Linked DNA regions of Mus musculus: all the other regions are linked to region 1. A link is a contact called in public HiChIP or PLAC-seq data. All regions are on one chromosome and are shown on one strand. Each heading gives the region's core, a stretch centred on a gene start, on an enhancer-like site or on the middle of the called end of the contact. The rest is flanking DNA. Distances are from core to core; before and after follow the strand shown.

Region 1 (3,273 bases), core at 300-2,799:
CCTCTTCAGAGCAAGCCAAGTCCCTCCAAGTTGCAACCTGGACAGGCGGACTCCCCCAGTCTGCAGTCAACACTTCCTCTGAGGTGAAGGTGATGATGGAGCTGGAACAGACAGAGGCTCCACGGCTGCCTGCAACTTGGCATTGACTCTTTGTACCTAGGGTACAAAGCATGTCTTCTTAAAGAGGTCCCTGCTCAGCCCACAACTGCTCAGGACCATACTGGGCATACTGCTGTCAGCTTTACTCCAGTAACTTTGCTTATTTCTCACCAGCCACATGCAGTTTGGGGACACTCCCGTTAGAAAACATCTACTAAGGGGCCTCTCAAACTTGCATCACAGGCCTCTGCCAGCCTAGACCAGCCATTAGCAGATCTGCTCTTAAAGCAGCTGCAGGAAGTTCAAGGGCGGAACCAACCTACTACAGCACAAGGGTGTACTCCCAGTGACTTGCCCAGTGACAGGAGGTAAGAAAGGGGTCCTCAAACGGACTCATCATCTGGTCCATACCTCTGCCTCCACCTAGAAGTTCACCCCAGCCCAACACACCCAGTGAGGCTCAGGCACCTAGAAACTTGTCCAGGAGCTCAAAAGCTAGCATGCCCGGTTCCTTTAATTTCCCTAAATCTTGAGATTTTTCTCTAAGCCAGGAACCAGAGGTGCTGCAGGCTCACCAGAGGCCAGGACCCAGGCCACCGCTGGGTAGGGACGGGGAACAGGCTCTGGAGGTGGGAGCTGCGGAGGTTCTGGTCTCTGAGCACAGAGGGGACTGGGCACAGAGCGCCGGCCCAAGGTCAGCGGCGCAGCATCGCGCGCACTCACCGGATTCGGAGGGCAGGGCCATGGGGGCCGGCTGCCGGGCTGGAGCGCAGGTGCCGCGCCGGGCAGGGCGCACAGGGCAGCGGCAGCAGCGCACTGACGCCTGCGCGGCCCGGTACGTGGAGCTGGACCCGACCAGGCCGCGCTTGCAGCCCGTGCCCGCCCCGCAGGAGCCCGCGACTGGTGGGGACCAGGCTGAGCGCTGTGCGGCAGGGCCCGGTGGCGGGGCAGAGAGCCTGTGCAGCGGGATCGCGCACTACCTGGAGGACCCGAAGCTACCCGAGGCGCTGGGCCGCGCTGCCAGCAGGAAACCTAAGCACCCGGGCGCGGCAGCCTCCCTGTCCTCGGCCGGAAGCGAGTCCGGCTCCACCCGGGCTCCGTGGGGCCGCGACACTGTCCCGGGTCAGATGCCAGCAGGGATACCCGCTCTGAGCCTCCCTACCACCAATCTAGCTGCTGCGCCTCGAGGTGTTTGCCCACCTCCTCCTCCCCTCCCAACCAGGACTTTCCCCAAAAAACGAGATTCTAGAGGCATGGTTCCCTCCACGACACTTACTCTTGGTAGCTAAACCGACCAGCAAGCGTTGGTTTTCTCCAGGTGTTGGACCGGTCCCTTGAATCACCTTCCCGCCCCTCCCAACACACACGGGCGCGCGCGTGTACACACACACACACACACACACACACACACACACACACACACACACACACACACACACACACACTTCCTTGCTTCCCAGCCTTCTGCGGTCTAGTTTCTATGCCAGCCCCTCAAAGTCCGGAATGACCTCTGAGTTGCCAAGGCCAGCGGGAGCTTTCTGTGCACCCTTGCTCACCTCTTCCCAGCACTGCAGCCTGCTGACCACGCCTTCCTTCCTGGAACACAGCTCCCAAAGTTAGCACTGGGTGTCTGCCGCCGCTGGCTTCCACAGACTTCCACAGAGTGACCGGTTTCTTAGCCTCCATGGCCTGGTTTTCCATTATGCTGCTCCTGCTCCGAGGAGTCTCGGGATGCCAGCTCCCTGGATCATTTCTGGAGCTAACTCAGAGAATCCAGGCCCATCCAGGTGGTTTTAATGGCCTCCTGCCTGCTGATAAGCTAGTAAACTCTTAGGCCCAGAATACTCTAGAGCGGCAGGTGCATCTCAACCAGAGATTCCTAGGCCCAACTCCTAATTGCCTGCTGGTGGTTTTAGTCTTGACCAGTGACCTCACCCAAGCACCCCCACTTTAAGCCACACTGGGGAGCCACCTTTTGACTTGTGCCTCTTTCACAGAGTTACTGCTACTGTGAGTTTTCATTCACTTCACAGCTGTCTCATTTAAGCACCAAATTTTATTCTTTCTACTTCATAGCCTGATGCTTGCAATCTACATATTTATCAATGATACTCACATGACTGCTAATATACATTACATAGCACACTTAAAATGTTAAAGATGTGATAAAAATGAAGCAATAATTTAAAAATACGACAGGATCTCACTATGCAGCCCTGGCTCACCTGGATTTTGCTATATGGACCCTCCTTCTGCCTCCAGACTGCTGGGATTAAAGGCACATACCATCAACCCAGAAAATTATTTTCCTTTTAATGAATAGTATGCTGCATCTTTTTCTTCTTGCTTTAAAGTTGCCCATGATCGGCTTGGTGAAAGAACCGTGATTAAACTAGTTTGCTAGGCCAGGCTTGGTGGTCCATGCCTTTGATCCCAGCACTCAAGCAGCATACAGCTATCTTTGAGTTTGAGACCGGCCTGGTCTACAAAGCAAGTCCAGGACAGCCAGGGCTCTGTTATACAAAGAAACCCTGTCTAACAGAAAAACAAACAAACAGAAACAGAAACAAAAAGCTAGCTAGTTTGCTGAACCTTAATTTTTTTTAGATTTATTTATGTGCATGAACCTTTTGTTCCCATATATGTCTGTGCATACCTGTGTATTTGGTGCATGAGGAAGTCAAAAGAGGGCATTGTCTCCCCTAGAACTGGAGTTATGAGTGTTATACGTCACCGAGTAGATTCTGGGAATGGAACTTGGATCTTCTGCAAGAACAAGTACTCTTGACTGCTGAGCCATCTCTCCAGGACTCTGGCTGTTGTTATTTGTTTCCTAAGAAGATAGATACCCAAAGATAAACAGAACTCTGTCTCTGCACTTATTAAATTATAATTCTGCTCAAATAGCACCTCCCAATTCTGTAAATGTGAAGGGTCACAGGAAAATGATTTTGTCTGAAATCAATGTTCTCAGTGAGTATTTCGTCAACTATCCTTGCAATTATTTTTAAAATATGTGACATTTTAAATTTGAGATAGTGAATCTGTAAGATTATAAAAAGTATGCTTCTGATGTAGACATCCCTGGTCTAGACTGTCACCTGAAGCCATGTTGACATCTGAGAGCTGTGCAGAGCTGGCCCTGTTTCTCATCAGATGCAGCAACTGGAAGAG
Region 2 (3,273 bases), core at 490-2,989, 510 kb after region 1:
GGTTCATTTTTCTTTTTTATTCTTTGTACCCCTGCTAATGTGATTATAATGCTGTTTGTGAAATAATAAAATGCAACAGGAAATGGAAAGAAATTCCATTTACAAAGTACTGCAAGTTCAAAACCATCACAAATTTAGTGATAGAAGCTCCGTTGGGATAAACATTCATTAAGCAAGGCCTTGAAAAGGCATGAGCAGCGTCAGCAAATGCTCTGAGTGGAAGGGAAGCACACTCAGGCCCCGCTCTCCTCTTGGTGAAGAGGTGTCACTTACAGCCTAGCCTTTTGTGCTTCTAAGGAGGTGGAGGGTAGTAACCGAAGAGAAAAAAGGATAATGAGAAAGATGATTAAAGTCAAGAAGAGGCTAAAACAAAATAAGTTTTTTAAAAGAAAGGAGAGAGAGAGAGAATGCACGCAAGCAGTAAGAGTCGGTTTGTAGCAGGAGGATCAAAACTATCCTCAGCTAAATAATGAATTCAAGGACAGCCTGGGCTACAAGAGAGTCTGTTTACTCCTACATCCAGGTAATAAGATAGTTAGCCCCTCCCATGGGTACTTTGTTCCCCCTTCTAAGAAGGACAGAAGTAGCCATATTTTGGTATTCCTTCTTGAGCGTCATTTGGTCTGGTCAAAGTGTGGAGCAGAGACTGAAGGAAAGACATCCAGAGACTGCCCCACCTGGGGATCCATCCCATATACAGTCACCAAACCCAGACACTATTGGGGATGCCGACAAGTGATTGCTGACAGGAGTCTGATACAGCAGTCTCCTGAGAGGCCCTGCCAGTGCCTGACAAATACAGAGGTGGATGCTCACAGCCAACCATTGGACTGAGCAGGGAATCTCCAATGGAGGAGTTAGAGAAAGGACTGAAGGATCTGAAAGGGTTTGCAACCCCATAGGAAGAATAACACTATCAACTAACCAGACCCTACCCACCCCAGAGCTCCCAGGGACTAAACCAAAGAGTACACATGTAGGGACTCATGGCTCTAGCTGCATATGTGGCAGAGGATGGCCTTGTGGGCATCAATGGGAGGAGAGGCCCTTGGTCCTGAGAAGGCTCGATGCCCCAGTGTAGGGGAATGCCAGGACAGGGAAGCAGGAGTGGGCAGGTTAGTAAGCAGGGGAGCGGGGATGAGATAGGGGGTTGGGAGGGGAAACCAGGAAAGGGGATAACATCTGAAATGTAAATACATATCTAATAAAAAATATAAAATAAAAGATAGTTAGATAAGCAATTATCCAAGGTAGTGATAACATACATAGAAGTTCTAACTCCCTAAGGGAGCCCAAAACGAGGCACTGGGCTGCTGGTTGAGACTTAGCTCATCAAGGGAATACTATGAGGAAGCACATGTGCATGGCATGTGTGTATACAGGATGAAGGGCCATTGTGGATTTGACAGGATGCTGTAGCCCATGACACTGCGCAAATCAGGAGACAGCCTTTGCTTACCCACCACCTCCCAGCTCCAGGTGACCCTTTGTTTGCAACTCAGATTCTCAATTCAGTTCTCAAAGCAGCTTCCCAAGTTCTGGAACCTTCTTGGAATGGTAAACTCTCAAGCCCTGGAAGGCTGACTTTAAGCCCCAACACCAACAAGCCATCACTCCCAGCAACTGTGTCCTTCCTGTTGACTTGGAACACAATCATACACACTCTAACCAAGGAGCAGAAGGACCTTTTGCCTGTGCTGGCCAAAGAGACACATTCTCACTCCACTATTCAAGTAAACTAAATAATGAGTCACGTGTGTGCCAGGGTTGCTTTACAGAAGCGCCTGTGCCAATTCTAAGGCTCATTCAGTCCAGGAAGCAGCCTGCTTCCTCCTTCCAAGCAGATTTCACTAAAAATAACAAGAAGAAACTTGAAGCTGAATGTGATTTTTCTAGGTCTTTGGCTTGGATTTTTATTCTGTCAAAAGTTTTCTCTGTCATTAAAGGAGCAACCTACATTTTACCTCTACTAAGATCTCTTTAAAACATTTCAAGTTTGAGTTTTCACTGCAGCAAGGCACTTCTTCCAAATACGTGTGTGACAGACACATCCTGTTTTGTTCTTGGTTCTATGGGAAATGACACTAGTAAAAACTATACTTTATGCTTTATGGGCACACATTTCCAAGAATTATCACCAGAAGAAAATGTGGAACCAACTCAAAGGGGCTCACCATCTCTCTACAAACGTGCCGACAGAAAACACCTTGACTTTACCATGTAATTTAAATATTTATTTAACATTCTTGACATTCGTTCTAGGTAATGGAAACCATAGTCGAATGAATATTGTGGGTGCATTATTCACACAACTGCCGTCGTTAGACAGTATTGGCTGAAGTAGAGAAAAAAAGCCTTGATTTCACTGGGTATGGTACAGCATATCTATGATCTCGGGGCTCAGGGGTGGAGACAGGAGAATAGCCACAAGTTTGAGGTCAGCCCAGCCTCCACTGTGAAACCATGTCTCAAAAACAAAACAAGTAACAACAAAAACTGTAAACTTTAAACACAGTGATCATTATGATAGATGGATTAGTAGAAACATAAAAATTATGCAAGAGTGGAGGAACAGGAGCACGCCTCTAACCCAGCACTCGGGAGGCAGAGGCAGGTGGATCTCGGAGTTCAAGGCCAGCCAGAAAGAGAGATCCTGTCTCAAACAAACAAACAAAGGAGCATGCTCGAGCACGTGCGTGTGTGCGTGCGTGCGTGCGTGCGTGCGTGCGTGCGTGCGTGCGTGCGTGCGTGTGTGGTGCGTGCGTGCGTGCGTGCGTGTGTGTGTGTGTGTGTGTGTGTGTGTGTGTGTGTATACAAGGTAAATACATTCTATTTAGACTCTATGTAACGAGCAGTAAACGTCTCTTATGTACACGAGACACTCTGAACTTGTAAGACTTTAAAATTACCAACAGATAAGTTAAACCCACAAAGACATTGCATTCTAAATTTTATTTTTTTAAATGTATGTTTTTATGTTACATTTTCTAAAACCCTGCATTTCAAAAACAGTTCAAACGTATAGTTTTTATATTGTTAAATATTTAGAAAGGAAACAAAATGTAATAGGCACTATTTCCCACATCCTAGTGTGACCTTGGGTGCAGTGCTCGGTCAAAGGGCAGATGGCTTGCTAAAGCCCAGTGTGCCAAGGCCGCGGTGAAACTTCAAGAGGCTGACTCCGCAACTGAAGCAAGTTCATATTAATCTCTCCAGTGACCCCTTCTCTACCCTGCAGGAATACTCCTGCTCACTCACAGAAGGATAATCTCT
Region 3 (3,273 bases), core at 260-2,759, 470 kb after region 1:
CATGTGCACATACTAGCAGTACTGTAAAAAGCCTGTGCGTTCACACGCACACAAACCACACCCTGGTGACATTAGTACTTACAGCCTTTCAGACATGTACCCACCCTCACCTGGTGCTGCCAGGTTCTGGTGGCCTCTTACCACTGGCTGGGTTAGTCAATGGGGGCATGGGGCTTCCTGCCATGCCCACCTCTAGCCTGGCCGTGGGCAGGGGGACTGGGAGCCTAATCAGTAAATGGCAAAAACATCTCCCTTCTCAGGACCCCAGTATGTGAGGATCCTCCAGCCCCCAGCCTTTTCCCCGTCCCAAGCATAGGATGGCGCCTACCCTGAATAAACTGGTCACACAAACCCCTGACCACTGTTTATGTATTCAACACGTATCCCTTGATGCCCCGTGTTGATACCTGTGCAGATACGCTGGACCCTAAATAAAGTCTGCAAGTGTTGTGCCCAGGGTAGCCAGAGCTGGTTAGGTAAGGGCAGGCAGGAGCCAAGGCACAAGAAACACACAGCCTGCTGTGGGGCAGAGTCTCCCTGACCCGTGGCATTTATGTTGACTCTTAGATGCAGTGATGGCTGGGCAGAGGGCAAGTGTGGGGAGGCAAGGAAAGGCAGCCAGCCCGTCTCGGGATCTCCAGGGCGAGGCGTGCTCAGGGCAGGCAGGCTGGGAGCTGTTGAGTCTGTTCAGACTTGAGGAGGCAGAAGGTCTGGGTAGGTCTAGGCCCTATCTAGTGGGACTACTGAATGGATTCCCAGGAAGCCAAGAATGGCCTACTGAGGGGAGAGCTGGCCAGGCAGGGACAAGCTAGGCTCTGACAGGACACATGTATTAGGGAGACTTTTCAGGGGGTTAAATGACCTTGTCTGAGGTCACACAGCAGAGCCTAAGGGAGCTAGGATGTGAGCCCAGAATTGTCCGATTTTATCCCGTGTGCCCTTCTTCCAGCTAGGCCAGAGGGGGAGGGAACCTGTCAGCCCTGCCTGGCCAGGCTTCTGGACAGCTGTTCAAGGCTAGGAGTCCCCTCCTGGGGACCAGACAGGACATAAAGTTCCTTCTGGGAACTTGAGCCTCCTAGTAGAGAACAGCACCCCAGCTGATTTAGCCACACACCACCAGAACACTGGAGAGGAACATTCAGCCATTCGGCATGTGGGGGACCTTGACTCCCTTCCAAGAGGAGCCTAGGCCAGCTTGGCCCCCACTGCCACACAGCCCAACCATAGCTGAGCCTTCTAGGAAATCTAGCCTTCTGGGCAAGAAACAAACGGATTTGCTCTGGGCTCGGGAGGTGGTGCCTTGCGACCCTATGTGGGCCAGGCTTTTTTCTCTCCAGGTCCCTGTAGCTTCACTCTTCGCTTCCGGCTTCCACTCTGCAAGCTTCGGCCTCAGTCAGCCAAGGCTTCAACAACAGATGCCTGGACTGCCCCCCACTCTGGCCACAGCAGATCCATCTCCTCATTCCCCGAGGTCCCCTGAGGTTCGCCGGTCTGTACAGCCCCAGCCAGAGGAATGTGAGCCATTCCCGGCATCTCCTCCCCTGCGGCCGGCCTGGAGAGAGGCTGGGGCCTCTGGGCCCTGCTGACAGGAAATTAGCTGGGCCTGGCCTTCCCCGCTGCCAGCTGCTCTGCTGACCCTGACCTGTGTTTTCTGAAACTTGATCCTGCGAATTTCAGAACCTCTTCCAGGTCCCCGGGAGGCCTGTGGATCTCTGCACATCTAGCAAACCCGTACCCCACATTCAGGTTGGCCCCTCCTGCCCTGTAGAGAGGGCTGGACCTGAGACTGGGCTGGATAGAAGTCTGGAGCTCTGTCCTGGGCAGATCCTACTCCTCTAGGCCATCAACCCCTGATCTCCCACAAGGCACAGCCTAGAGACAGTGACTACAATATGGAGGACCGGGGAGCATCCCCAAGACCACTTGTGAGACTAACTGTGGGCTGAGGTACAAGAGTTCAGGCTCAGCTTCGCAGACTGATGTGTCAAGGGACACTCAGGTGGGACAGCAACAGGTGTGTGACAACTCTGCAAAGTCATGACGGAGAAAGATGCACACTAGTCACTATAGGTCTGGCCAGGAAGCATGAATGACAGCTGTTTCAAAAGTGACCTTCTAGTCTCCCAAGCCACACACCTGGTTGCGTGATAGCCCCTCTCACTGAGCTGCTGGACACTGAGGAGTGACCAGAGCTCAGGCTGGGAGAGGGGGACAGAAAAATCTCTGCAACCCAAGGCACCAAAAGCAGAAGGTGGGCTTTCAGAGACCCTCACAGGAGTGTAGGAGTGAAACTGAGCCCTGGCACGGCAGCATCGGACGAGAGCATGCCCACCCTTCAGTACACTAAGGGGTTTGGCTGTGTGGTGGGAAGTGAGCCTGCAGAGGAGACAGAGGGTGGTCCCTAGGGAGGGGGGGTCAACAAAAGGAGGAGAGCATCAAAGAAAAGATAGGCTTCGAGCCAGGCTGTGGTGGCATGCCTTAAATCCCAGCCCTCAGGAGGCAGAGGCAGGTGGGTCTCTGAGTTTGAGATCAGCCTGGTCTACACAGGAAGAGGGAGGAGGAGGCCCCAGCGGGAAGACTAACCAGCTCGGCAGCCTGAGCTGCGAGAGAAAACAGTCTCAAGAGGAAAAGGCTGAGCGTAGGGTCAATGGTAGAGCACTTGCCTAGGAGGTTTAAGGCCACGGGTTTCATGTCCAGCATCTGAATAATTAAATAAACAAGCAAGCTGTGATGAGGGATCTGGTGTCCTGGAATTACCAGTGACTTGGGTGCCACTGGTGGAGTGGAGGGGGTAGAAGCCAGGCTACAGAGTGTAGGGAGAGATGTGAGCGGTGAAGAAACAGGCTAGATGTGTGAGAGCTAGCTGGGGTGACCTCCAGGAGAATGGGAGGAGGATGGAGAAAGAGGCCTTGGTTTGCAGACTACTAGTATGGCCACAGGTAGCAAAGGTTGCTGTTGAAGAGGTTGACACTATCTGAGCCGGCAGAAGGACATGCCAAGGCCACTCGCTCAGCAGTGACTGAGCTTGAGAAATATACAACCCTTAATTACTCAAAGAGGAAGGGATAGCTCTAGGCCACTCCCATCCCCATCTGACCTGAACTGAGACACTGATACGGATCCTGGGGTTAAAAGAAAGTGGGAGCAGCTTCCTGCCCCCTCCCCCCCGAGGGTATCTCCAAGGTGCAGCAGGCACTCTGGACTGTCTCTAACTCTACAAAGGGGGTTTCTGGCACCAAGTTGGCATTGACTCAACCGTGACTGTCTTCCATG

The links. HiChIP or PLAC-seq counts read pairs in DNA pulled down with a chosen protein or histone mark.
Region 2: an H3K4me3 HiChIP or PLAC-seq map of forebrain shows a contact between it and region 1, with 8 times the contacts expected there. The contact joins the enhancer-like site here to the promoter of Ampd3 in region 1.
Region 3: an H3K4me3 HiChIP or PLAC-seq map of stem cell-derived neural progenitor cells shows a contact between it and region 1, with 5 times the contacts expected there. The contact joins the enhancer-like site here to the promoter of Ampd3 in region 1. A contact is called at or near these places in 3 of 39 promoter capture datasets (hippocampal neurons, liver and trophoblast stem cells), 1 of 15 datasets of contacts at CTCF or cohesin (the NIH/3T3 cell line), 1 of 484 Hi-C or Micro-C datasets (the AML12 cell line), 4 of 115 datasets of contacts at active chromatin or transcription factors (cardiomyocytes, embryonic stem cells, pancreatic cancer cells and 1 more) and 3 of 9 other capture datasets (adipose tissue, embryonic stem cells and liver).

Annotation. Positions count from the first base shown.
Region 1 is chr7:110,766,482-110,769,754 of GRCm38.p6, reverse strand. Ampd3 (adenosine monophosphate deaminase 3) reads right to left here and starts at 1,549. Exons shown (of 15, transcript NM_001276301.1): 1 at 1,376-1,549. It also overlaps B430319F04Rik.
Region 2 is chr7:110,258,622-110,261,894 of GRCm38.p6, reverse strand. All of the region lies in intron 3 of Swap70 (SWA-70 protein), which reads right to left. Among named protein-coding and RNA genes, the nearest start is that of Gm32861, 28 kb to the left of the region's middle. Within about 2 kb of position 1,739, at least 86 of the 459 cell types and tissues checked have an H3K27ac peak or open chromatin away from gene starts, as enhancers often do. A contact at or near this core is called in forebrain, where this site is marked.
Region 3 is chr7:110,295,612-110,298,884 of GRCm38.p6, reverse strand. It overlaps the pseudogene Gm9132. Among named protein-coding and RNA genes, the nearest start is that of Gm32861, 8.8 kb to the right of the region's middle. Within about 2 kb of position 1,509, at least 150 of the 459 cell types and tissues checked have an H3K27ac peak or open chromatin away from gene starts, as enhancers often do. A contact at or near this core is called in the NIH/3T3 cell line, adipose tissue, cardiomyocytes and 3 more, where this site is marked.